4 separate regions of the Zea mays genome follow, and all the other regions are linked to region 4. Evidence: chromatin contacts called from public Hi-C data. All regions are on one chromosome and are shown on one strand. The core of a region is the stretch at or near the end of the contact, and the rest is flanking DNA. Distances in the headings are between cores, read along the strand shown.

Evidence for each region. A called contact is a pair of places that touch in the nucleus more often than the background predicts.
Region 1: a Hi-C map of bundle sheath shows a contact between it and region 4, with 3 times the contacts expected there. The contact joins the promoter of LOC100278089 here to the promoter of LOC100273203 in region 4. A contact is called at or near these places in 5 of 25 Hi-C or Micro-C datasets (bundle sheath, ear, endosperm and 2 more).
Region 2: a Hi-C map of ear shows a contact between it and region 4, with 4 times the contacts expected there. The contact joins the promoter of LOC100272804 here to the promoter of LOC100273203 in region 4. A contact is called at or near these places in 5 of 25 Hi-C or Micro-C datasets (bundle sheath, ear, endosperm and 2 more).
Region 3: a Hi-C map of bundle sheath shows a contact between it and region 4, with 3 times the contacts expected there. The contact joins the promoter of LOC100384853 here to the promoter of LOC100273203 in region 4. A contact is called at or near these places in 7 of 25 Hi-C or Micro-C datasets (bundle sheath, ear, endosperm and 3 more).

The regions. Positions count from the first base shown.
Region 1 is chr10:6,809,456-6,812,387 of Zm-B73-REFERENCE-NAM-5.0, forward strand. LOC100278089 reads right to left here and starts at 1,488. Exons shown (of 4, transcript NM_001151481.2): 1 at 1,119-1,488; 2 at 926-1,030; 3 at 338-509. The coding sequence starts at 1,397.
Region 2 is chr10:6,199,560-6,202,374 of Zm-B73-REFERENCE-NAM-5.0, forward strand. LOC100272804 reads left to right here and starts at 1,504. Exons shown (of 6, transcript NM_001147257.1): 1 at 1,504-1,676; 2 at 1,790-1,888. The coding sequence starts at 1,645. LOC103640777 (protein FAR1-RELATED SEQUENCE 5-like) reads left to right here. Exons shown (of 5, transcript XM_008664261.4): 3 at 1-230; 4 at 309-370; 5 at 446-783. The coding sequence ends at 661.
Region 3 is chr10:6,253,261-6,256,070 of Zm-B73-REFERENCE-NAM-5.0, forward strand. It overlaps LOC100384853, which reads left to right and starts at 1,371. Exons shown (of 20, transcript NM_001362566.1): 1 at 1,371-2,013; 2 at 2,123-2,184; 3 at 2,578-2,681; 4 at 2,792-2,810. The coding sequence starts at 1,863.
Region 4 is chr10:6,542,582-6,545,438 of Zm-B73-REFERENCE-NAM-5.0, forward strand. It overlaps LOC100273203 (VAMP protein SEC22), which reads right to left and starts at 1,532. Exons shown (of 1, transcript NM_001147646.1): 1 at 508-1,532. The coding sequence starts at 1,414. The coding sequence ends at 773.

The sequences.
Region 1 (2,932 bases), core at 238-2,737, 270 kb after region 4:
GCATGATCAGGTGCTAAACAACTTTCTCTCCCTGGCTGCAGCCAAGACAGACACAGCAGACTACGGCCAAAAGCACCATCAGTAACATCACGTACGGGTACGTACTGGTACAAGAAAACCCGGTGCGTGTCTGGCTGCTGCCGCCATTAACGCCTCACACCGCTCAAGAACGCACGCAAAATCTCGGCGCAGCACAGCACCGCAAGTCGCCAAGTATGATCGAGCATTTGCAAGAACCAAGACGTCTACCGGAGACATCCGTCCGTCCATCCCTTCCACGCGGCACAGAGCGATGGAAAACATGGATTGGCAAAGGGAATGCGAGTGCTCGCGTTACCTTTGGCGGTGGCCGGGGGAGCGGCCGCGTAGCGGTACGCCTCGATGCGCGGCAGGAACACGCCGGTGCCGCCGCGCAGGTTGGCGGGCGGCGGGACGTGGCAGGGTAGAGCAGCAGGGGGCAGCACCGGGTAGTCCAGCACGCCGCCGTGGTTCACCAGGCCGCTCCCGACCTGCGACGACGACGACGAGGAAGGGCAGCAGCAGGGGTAAGCATCATCAGCCATCCAACACAAATGCCTAACACGAACACCAACACTCAGCACAAAAAATGAACTCCAACCCTATGTATGGCGTGTTCATGATTATTAAGCCAATGATAAGGATCATTACTTTCCAAAGGGGAAACAGGTTCGCTTTATTGCGAGAGATAGTTACCACCAGCTGTCATTTTGCAGACAATCAGCGGCGGCGGCGGCGGCGGCGTGGTTCCAAAACAAAACAGAAACGGAAAAAAAACGAAACAAAAAAACACCGCCGAGCATTCTGCCAAACACGGCGCTCCACCCAGCACGAAAACAGAGAAAGAGGCAACAAAGGGGGGGAGTGGCGGCGGCGAGCGGGATCCTGGCTGGTGTTGTTTCCTCACCTGCCAGTGGAGCTGCGGCGGGTACGGCACGAACGGCCAAGACACGGCGCCGCCGCCATTGGTCTCGCCGCAGGACACGACGACGCTACCTTGCAGCCCGCAGACCTGCGACCAGATGTCCGTGTCAGGGCCAGGCGGCCCAGGCCGAGAAAACGCGCGGAGAACACAAGCTAGAGCACAACCACTCACTCACCTTCGCGCCGTAGCACGGGGCAACGGCCGCCGCGGCGGCGGGCGGAGCCGCGGGCGTAGGCGGCGTCGGCGGCGGGCCGAGCGGCCACGCCTTGGCGCCGCCGCCGAGGATGCCGGCGAGCTGAGCCGCGAGCTCCTCCACGGCGGCGGCGGCGGCGGCCTCGGGCGGGGTCTCGGCGCCGACGGCCTCGGGGTCGGCGATGCCAATGTCGGCGAGGATCTCCCGCGGCAGCCAGCGGCGGTGGAAGTCGTCCGACTCGGGCGGGAAGCAGTCCGCCATGAGGGAGGGAGGGAGGGAGAGGGCGCGCACTGGCAGGCAGGCAGGCGGGCGACGGACGAGCGAGCGAGGGAAAAGAAGCGGGTGGAGAACTGGAGATGGAAAAGCGGGGGGTGGTTCTTGTAGGCGTGGCGGGGAGGAGGTGGGGGCGGCCTGTGTGGGGCCGGACGGGCTGCGGCCTGCGGGCGGAGGCCGCTGTCGTCGGGTGTCGTGGGTTTCGTGGAGGGGCAGGACGGGGATTTTCCGCCGCCTCTAGTGTAAAACCGGAGATGGGGGAGCGGTTTTCTTGTTTTTTCCGATCTGGCGCAGTGTGTGTGTGTTTCCGATCTGGCCCATGCCTGCCAGCCGCGAGGTCTTCTTGTACTTCGCTGTTCCTGCGTTCGGCATGGGTTCCATGGTGAATGAATTTTGAGCGCGGCAGCTATATTTGGGCTCTCGGAAGAGGGCTAAAACACGCGGTGCTCGTTGCGAAATGAGAGAGGTGGGTGGCTCCGTGAAGAATCTTGTTCGTAAATAGGTGTTTAGCGCGTGGATTATTGTGAGTGTCTGATTGCTCAAGGGGCCACGTAGCTAGATGAGGGTGTGCTCTAACTATAGCACAGTGTAAAAATGGCATCGGTAACATTTAGCACAACATCTACAACGTACACGTCGTCGACATTTCGAGCATCCAGCGTATATATGGGAAAAAGTGTGAATGAGAAGGAAGTTGGGAGGTGTGTGAATGAAGAGGAGATTGGTAAACAGAAATGGTTTGCCGGTTAAGGTGCTTTGAGTGTAAATGTCGAGCATGTTGGTCTTGTTGGATAGCCAGCAATATCGCACTCACTCGACTCGAGTGTTCGGGACTATTTGGTTGCCGTACCAGAACTTTGTCTAGCACAGGCAACCATCGTATACATCATTTTTCGTCTCTGTTAGACAACATCCAAGTAGTCACTTCACGCGTTACTTCCCTTTTTTCGAAAGAAATCTGGAAAGCTACAAAAACCGTTGCGGTTATTGTGTTTTTTTTTCGTGTGTGACCGATTTAACGTGTTCGTTCGCCGCGTTTACGTTTCCAAGTGTTTTGAATGGTGTTTTCGCCTTTTAGAGAATCCAAGGAGGGTCCTCGGAGAAGCAATCGACATGTTCTACAGATCCAAGTCTCTATCTATTTTAAAATTCTTTTCTCCCTGTCATTTCTCCTCCGTAGAGCTAGTTTGGCAACTTGACGTGGTTAACATGAGACAGCAAGCAAAACGAGGGAGAGGATCTTTTTTTCTTTCGCATTCTAATCCCCTCTCTCCGAGTGGAGGAGATTTCACATGCGGGTTATATTTCCATGCGACTGTTTGAAAGTATGAAGTTATGGGATAGGTAAATAATGGGATGTATTGCAAAAAATAAAAACACATATTGCATTAATTACTTCTTCGTGGTAGCTCTAGGCTTCCCTGGTGTGCATCTATGATTTTAAGGGCTCCCGGACAAACTAGACAGTAGACTCTTTAGGCTATTGTTTAAAAAAATTCACATAACTGAAAGAGATAATAGTA
Region 2 (2,815 bases), core at 254-2,753, 340 kb before region 4:
GTTGCAGAAAGCCATGTATGACTTGAACTTGGAAGCAGATACTTATCTAAGTGAGATGCATGAAAAATCCAATGAGATTCCCCCTACTCCAAATGAATGTGTCCGACAACCACTAAATGGTGTAATATCATTCAAAATCCCTCCAGTCATAAAAGGTCCAAAGCAAACACGTTTTAAAAATGTTCTTGAAAAGAACCCAGGGAAGAAGAAGAAGGGTGCCCGGAAGAAAGGTAGGGACCTGTTCAATATCTTTTGCTCATGTGTATTTTTTTTCTAATATTGTATTATCATATATATTGCATTTGTAGGTGACGGTTTGGAACATGTTGATATCGAAACAAGAGACGAACATGCTGATGCAAACCTAATTGTAAGACATTAGCTATTTTCACGATTTATTCCATTACAACCATGAATTTTGAACACTTTCTTGTACTATATACAGGATTTTAATGTTGGTGCATCTTCAACCATGAATGCTCCTTTCGTCCAAGGTGGATATGCTAATGTCACAATGCCCCAGTTCAATTTATTTGCAAATCCTTCTGCAATGGCTCCTCCATACATACCAGGAGGGTACACAAGTCTCTTAATGGGAGTTGATCAAGATGATACAACGCAAGCTGCTGTTAGGAAGTTACATTTTGATGAATCTATGTAGACATGTTCTCATGAAATGAACCATAATGTTTTGTAAACATGAATTTATTTTGCTGTCATGAAAGTAATCATTTTGGATATTTGGTTTCCCAACATTAATTTATCTTGGCTGTGATTTCGTCAGCACTGGACAGCCTGGACGCCAGACTTAGGAAAATTCTAAGTCTAGGCTGCCTGACCACAGTGATGCTCAGGGAAGTTTGCAATTATTTTGTGAGCAATTTTCTTTGTAGGGCAGCAGGTTTTGTTGATGATAAATAAGGTCTGGAAGTCAAGGTTTAACATGGTTCAATTGGTTGGAATAGTAAAAGATGGTTACTAATTCTAATCGAAGCCCAAAGTTGGAACTTTGTCACTGTTTCGGAGTGTTCTGACGAAACTGAATCGCTCGGGAAACTGCAAAAGCCGAGCTGCTGAGCCAGAAACGGAGCAGCGACGGCTGCTGAGCCAGAAACGGAGCCGCGCGCTGCAGCGGAACGGTTGGGAGCCGAGGTCAAGCCGAGCGGAAGCGCGTCGATGCGCCAGAAACTCAAGCGTGGGAGGCCGGTGGTCCGATCGCGAACGGACGTCGATGTGCGGGGGTGCGCACGCCGTCCCTGGTGCGCGAGGCGCGCACGCAATTTTCTTCCACCTGGGCTGGGGCGGCTGGGCGGCACGCCGCTGAAACGGTCTCCAACCCCACTGGGCAACTGCAACTGCCTGCGCCAGCGCCCCCCTCGATTGAAATCTCGCCGCCAGTTCGGTCGCAGTCGCACCGCAGCCGTCTTCTCCTTCCCTTCCCTCCTCGCTAAAAAGCCAACGCAACCGCTTCTCCTCCTCCTCCTCCGCCTCCTCCCTCCTCAACTCACCCCAGCACGCCTCAGCCCGCATTCCGCCACCCACGCGACTGATCGACCGACGACTTCCCCATTCCCGCCCCGCAACCCGCAGGGCTCTGGGTTCGGAGGAACCGAGGGCGGGGGACCTCCGACCGGGCCGGGCGACATGTTGGGCGACCTCCTCTCCAGGATCCTCCTGTAAGCTCCCCCCCCTGCCGGCGGTGTTTTGGTTCTCGCCATACGTACGTACTTTGGCGACGCGTGCGGCGTGCTGATTCCGGAACCGACGCGCGTCGGTCGCCTGCGTGCAGGCTCCTGTTCGGCTACGCCATGCCGGCGTTCGAGTGCTTCAAGACGGTCGAGGCGCGCCCCAACGACGCCCGCATGCTGCGCTTCTGGTGCCAGTACTGGTGAGCCCCGTGTCCCCTCCCTCGCATCGCTCACTATCCTTGACGGGGATCCAAATTCACATTCGGATAGGCCTCGTTTGGTAGGGATCCAAATTCTTGCGGAAATGTTCCGGATAGCGAATCGGAGTCACTAGATCATTTGCCTAACGGAATTTGAACCACTGTGAATTCACATTCGGAACCGTTTCGGCCTTCCAAACGGCTCCTTCGTGGCTAAACGGATTCGGGTGTTGTCGGTTGGGAAGCAGCTGCGCCCACCTGGAGATTAGCCAGGACCAGGAGCGTTAGCCTGTTCGGTGGGGTCAGGGCGTCGCCGGTGTACAAAAGGCGAAGCTGTAACCGGTGAAAGGGTATGAAATAGACGAATAGATGATAGCTGAATCTCTGAATCTTGCGTTGCTTCTTCTGAACTTTCCGTTCTGTTCTCGCTGACTCGTCTTCCTCCAACTCCAACTCCACGGTTCAGTCAATTCATGACTCTGAGGGCGAGTAATCGCCGCCAGGATTCTGTTTGAACCATCCCGCGTGCCTACCCGATTTGCTCTTGTTGCTCCCGTATCGTCTGCTCACCAGCCTGCGCGGCCGGTGTGTTACCATTACCAACTGTGTGATGCGTGCGGCGTGCCGTGCTTTTTTTCCCCCTTTATTTACTATTTTTTCGGACGTAGCGTGAGATTCAGGGCTTGCTTAATACTGTACTACTTGATGCAGACTTTAGCTCACCCACCTTAACCTTTTCCATCCCTAACATAACATAACATAACATGACCTGGAACTGTTTTTTTTCGAAAAAAGAAAAGGTTTCTCTACAGGCAAAAAGATCATGCGAAATGATTGTGCCCGCTTTATTTCTGCCTCCCTTTAGTTCTTCAGTTGCAAGCTTGGTCGTGGTGCGTTAATAGTTGGATGTTAGGTGGACGACTGGAT
Region 3 (2,810 bases), core at 121-2,620, 290 kb before region 4:
CCCCATTGACGCGGCACTGACACGTGACAGGGTGTGGTGCCGCCAACTACGGATTGCTCACTCACGCACGCATGTCATGTACGTACAGGATAATCGACGTCGATCGTGACTCGCATGTCGCATGGTGTAGTATAGTAACAACAGCACGAGGACATAAAAATAAAGGTCGCGTAGACAGGCTGAGACCAGCTAGCTGGGAGTGGAACGTGCCAGTCAACCTGACGCCTGACACCCCCCGTACGTCACTTGCACACAACATCTGCAATGTTTTTCGCCCTGGACGACCTGGCAAGGCCTGCCTGCGCCATCCACTCTCTCGGTTACTCATCCGGCGGCCTTAACGTTTCTTGGGTCCTGCGCGTCATCAAGCAACTGCAACAGTTTAGGACAAATCCCCCATCCCACCTTTTCGGTTTGTTTGAAAACTCAAAGGAAAGGTGAGATTGAGATGGAAATATCCGATATCTAAATTACTTGAGTTTCTAAACTAACGGTAGCTAGACCTCTCCTCGTCACCGCCCAAGTATGCCTAATAGTGAGCTAATCCTAAGTCCAAGCTCAAACCCACGCAGCCCCCCCCGACAAAATGGGTTAAGTTTCCTGGCTCTCGCTGCTGCTTTGGACCTGTTCAAATGTTAGATCGGATTGAGTTTGGTGGATTAAGGTTAGGCAATGGACCGTTTGGCACGACCCGCGCCCGTCCGTGCATAGAGGGACACAGGTCAGGTTGGTCCGTGTCTCTCTATTGATCAGTTTGAGTCCGTTTTTTCCTGTTAAGTCGAGTTTTTTTAGCTTTCATTTGAGTTATTTTTTTTTGCTCTGGATCGGGTTGGGTCGTCTTTTAAGTCTCACGGCTTGTACTTGTCTGTCGATTGCTATTGGCAAAAAAACTATAGTTCATACCCGATTATTGAAAAACTATAGTTCATACCCAATTATTGTATTAGTTGGATCGAGTCAATTTTTTCAGTATGGACTGAATCGGTCAGGTAAGATGACTCATGCTTAGATCAACCACTCGCTCTCATACACCACACTTCCTCACAACAAATTGTTTCCCGTCCATCGGCCACGCGACCGAGCCATGTAGTCTCCGACGCTAGTGGTGTACCGCGTACCGGTATCACACGTGTGGATGACGACCACGGGGATGCTATTCTGCGCTCTAAATCATTAATAGTAGGCTATATCTCATCTATTTCAATATTCACTCTCTAAATAGTGATTTTTATAGTGTAAAACCATGTTTTACTCCACCGCCAATGAACTAAAATAACTCCCATGTCAAATAAAAAAATTGAGCACCAAACGACTGCCCCCACGGGTAACTTTCATCCTCGCGGCCCCAATAGCAGGCCTAGAGCCTACGGCCCAGCGGCATCGCGGCGGGAAAACGAGGTGCTTTTCCCGCCAAGGCGCCCCTAAGCCCCACCGCCCCAGTCTTCGCTCCGGCCGCCCTTCCCCTTCCTCCCCAACACTCTCATCCCCGCAACAACCGCCTACCGGCCCGCGCGCGCTGTAGTCTCCGGCAGACACCAACAAGGCTCGTCACTCCCCTACCTCCCTCGGTACTCGCTCCGTCTCTCGTCTCTCGCTCGCGCATCGGCTGGGGGCACGGAGAACGGGAGGCGCGGAAGGTCAGAAGCGGCGGCCGGCGGCGCATCGGCCTCGCCCAGGCCTAGTCCCGCACGGTGCTCGGTCCTTCTCCGATTCTCCCACAGCCTCGCCCCCTCGCCCCTGCGCCCCTGCGCCCCTGCGCGTCCAGCGCCCCAACCCCAGCGGCCTGCGGCACTGATCCACAGTCCACAGACCCGGACACCGGCCGGGCGAGGATCCGCTGACCACGCAGCCTCCAACGCCGCATGGAGATCGTGCGCTCCCAGAGGCAGGTCGCCGCCGCAGCCAGTGGCGGCGGCGGCGGCGGCGCGGGGGCCCTGCCGACCTACAAGGCGGCGCCGCAGCTCGAGGTGCGGCTGGAGGAGTTCGAGCTCTTCGCCATCGACCGCCTCCGAGGTGCGGCTTCTTCCTGGCGAGAGAAATGCTTCCCGATCCCGCGTGGCTTCCTTCCGTTACTTCCCAGATCTTGCTAACTCGTTTCATTGCGTGCGCTGGTAACGAGCAGTTCTCAAGGGGATTTCGGATGGACTCTCGCGTGGGAAGAGGCCGGAGGAGATGGAGAAACTGGTGAGCGATTATCGCCTTTGCCGTTCATGGTCTTGGGGCCTTGGGGGGATGCAGGAGGGAACTATATTTGGAGCATATTTCTGCCTAAAATTTGGGTTTTGCCATCAGGAGTAGGCGAATGTTTCAGTGGTTTCAGTCTTGTGTATGTATTTGAAGGATCAACCTCTTTGTATGGTTTTGATTTCGCTAGAGAATATTAAGAGTGGCTAACTTAGGCCCCTTTGGATGTTAGTCTATTTTTTGTAGCTAGAATTGTTGCTTTCTCCTCAGAATCATACTGAATTAAGATAAACATGGAAGGTTTTGCAACCCTAGTTATGGACTCTATCGCATTCTGGCATTGCTCTAACTTTTGTTTTAAATAGAAATGTCTTGTTCTGTTCTGCACTTCAGGTCAGTGAATTGTGGAAGACACACATGAGGCACCAGGATCCAGCAGAGAATTTGAACAAGGATATAATATCGCACTTTGTGCTCCGTCTAGTCTACTGCAGAACGTAAGATTAATATTCATATGTTTATATTCGCTACATATATTAGCTACGGTTGTTCACTTGTGGTTCTTTTGACCAACTCACCAGAAAGCTGTATTTGATACGACACACAGGGAAGAATTGCGGAAGTGG
Region 4 (2,857 bases), core at 282-2,781:
AGGAAACCAGCTGACACACCACATGGTGAGTATATGACCATGCACGCCCAATATGGTGTTCCTTGCTGGCTAAGTGAAGCTACAGCTGTGTGCTGCTGTTGAGTGAGGATCAGAGACACACACAGACAGAGAGAGAGAAGAAGAATGATGAGTGCTGCTGGGCGACCAACCACCGCTTTGGCATGGGCAGTAGAGGACGATCACCACAGGAGAAGGAGAGTCCCCATGTGCTTGCTGTGTGTGTACTTCTACTTGGGGTTCCCGGCTTCCCCCACACCAAATCTGATCTGCTGGCTCCTTGCCCCCAAGCAAAACTCCAAACTCTACCTAGATCACGCGCTTGTTGCGTCTAGCTTTAGGGTCAAACGAACGAGGGATACCCCACCCATTCGCCAAAGACGGTCGATCTGGCTCCGAGATCAACGTGTGACCACTTCGCTGGCTGCGCCGTTAATTGCGATTGATCCTCCGATCCAAAATGTTTATTGACAATTGGAAGCTTCCTTTGAACAACAGTCGACAGAGCATACTAGTAGTATATGGAAAGGTGAAGGAGAAGATGAAAAAAACAAGGGGCTAGAACGAAAGGAATTTTTTTTACCCCTCCTTTACATCCCGCATCACTGCAGCAGCAGTAACGCCAGCAGCGGACAGATAGAAAGAGAGAGAGTTATTACCGCACCAGGCAACGGCAGGAGGTGGAGCAGCAGCTAGAGAGGTAGCCACCATGGTCTCTGGCTCTCTGCTTCCTTCCCCTCCTCTCGCTCCTAATTTAAACCTCGACGTGGCAGTAGGTGGTGGTCTGGAACCTGAACCCGGAAGCGCCGGGCGCGCCGTTGCCGCCGGCGGTGACGAGGAACGCGGGGCAGGTGACGAAGAGGTGGTAGTGGCCGGAGATCCAGCTGCCGACCTTCCACCGCACGCGGCCGTCGACCTTGACCTGGAGGACGAGGTAGCCCGCCTGGCAGTCCTGGCGGAGCGCGTCGGCGAGGTAGGGCGCGAAGGGGACGCCGGGGCCCGACAGCACGGGCGACCACACGTCCACGTCGCCGTGGCCCTGGTACACGGCCGGCAGCGCCGCGGCCACCGTCACCTGCTGGTACTTGTACGACGCGTACACGTCCAGCCGGTCGTAGTACACCCCCACGCGCTCGTTCGGGTTGCGCGAGGCCAGCGTCACCTGCAGCGTCGTGGAGAGGAGGGAGGAGGACGGGGTGGTGGAGTTGGAGAGGTCTAGCTGCTGGAGCGACGCGTCCTGTAGGTAGAAGCGCGGGTGCGTGGGGCGGACCACCAGGTAGATGATCAGCGCGATCACGCCCACGATCAGGGCCAGGACTAGGAGGATCGCTAGCAGGCGCCGGCACGACCGCCGCAGGTCGTCCTCGCCGTGGTTGCCGCAGTCCTTGCCGCCCATGGCTGGCTGGATGGATGGGGGTGAACGAAGGGACTGAGCGGAGTGGGTGCGCTGTGCCGATTTTGGGATCCGGCTTGGCTTGGGAGTTGGGAGCGAGCGTCTGTGGTTCTTCTTTGGCGGAATGGTATGGAATGGGATGGAGGAGGGAGGGGGAGGACGAAGAGAGGAGTGCTTTTGCAGTGTTATGTGAAGGTGCGTAATAAAGCTGGAGGGGAGGAGGGAGTTTTTAGGGCCTGTTTGTTTACCCCCAGATTATATAATCTGGATTAAATAATCCTAAGAGGCGAACAAACAGTCTAGCTTATTTGTCCAGATTATATAATCTAACCCCTTGGATTATAATAATCCATAAGCAAGTGAAGAGGTGCTTATTTCAGATTATTTTTTTCCCACTTCCCACTACCCTTTCAAGTTTCTTAGAAATTACCCACCATTGCCATTATAATATACCGAATCGTTTTTGCGCCTATCGGATCGGAGAAGCCCGCCGCCCAACAGAAACACGCCAGATAATCTGGGTAAACAAACAGGACTACTCAGATTATATAATCCAAATTATATAATCCAGATTATATAATCCCCAAAAAATAATCCAGATTATATAATTCATTGGGGTAAACAAACAGGCCCTTAATAGGCTGCGGGCTGCCAGTGAAGTTCCGAGGGGGGGCTTTTTTTCCTCGCGCCTGCAGTTCAACGTGTCTGTCTCTTCTCTTGTGTGCATTCTACTCTCTCTCCGTGTCTCGTAGCAGGTAGAGTCGTAGTCCCGTCAGGCGAAGCGAAGGGAGGACTAGTGATGATGACCCGCTGACATCATGCTACATTATTATTGGCTGCGGTTAGGATTAGGAGACTTGACGACGCACCCGGGCAGCAGCGAGCGTGCTTTATTAGTTGTGATCTCTCTCTCTCTCGCTCGCTCGGTCAGCTGGCCGGCCCCGAAACTAATCAAGGTTAGTTCGGTCGACTGCGATGCGAGTAAAGTACTAGTCGAAAGCGTAACGTTCCCATCCGTTCTTTCTTGCGTCGGTTTGGTTCCGTGTGGTTGGTTTGGTTGGGAGCAGTTTCACCATCTTCGCCTCTACTATACCACGACGCACAGACAGTACCGGCCGGCTCCTCGTTGCTTTCACTTTCAGGTGCCGCTAGCTTTTCCGGTCCGGCCGCACCACACACACACTCTCCAGTCTTCACTACGCCCCGCGCGCGCGCGCGCGGCAGAGATAGGGAAGGCAGAGTTGGCAGCCGCCGCCGCCGCCGCCGCGGGGAACCTGCACGCGCCATGGATGGGCGTTGAACGCCAAGTGCTGCTGGCATGGAACGGCGCCTGTAGCGTCGGCTCTCTGAGAGGAAGGGTGGCGGCGTGGCGAGCTGGGTACGTACGCATGTGGTTCGCGTGCTCTGGTGTGGTGGGCCGTATCTCCAGGTCGTGTGTGCATGTGC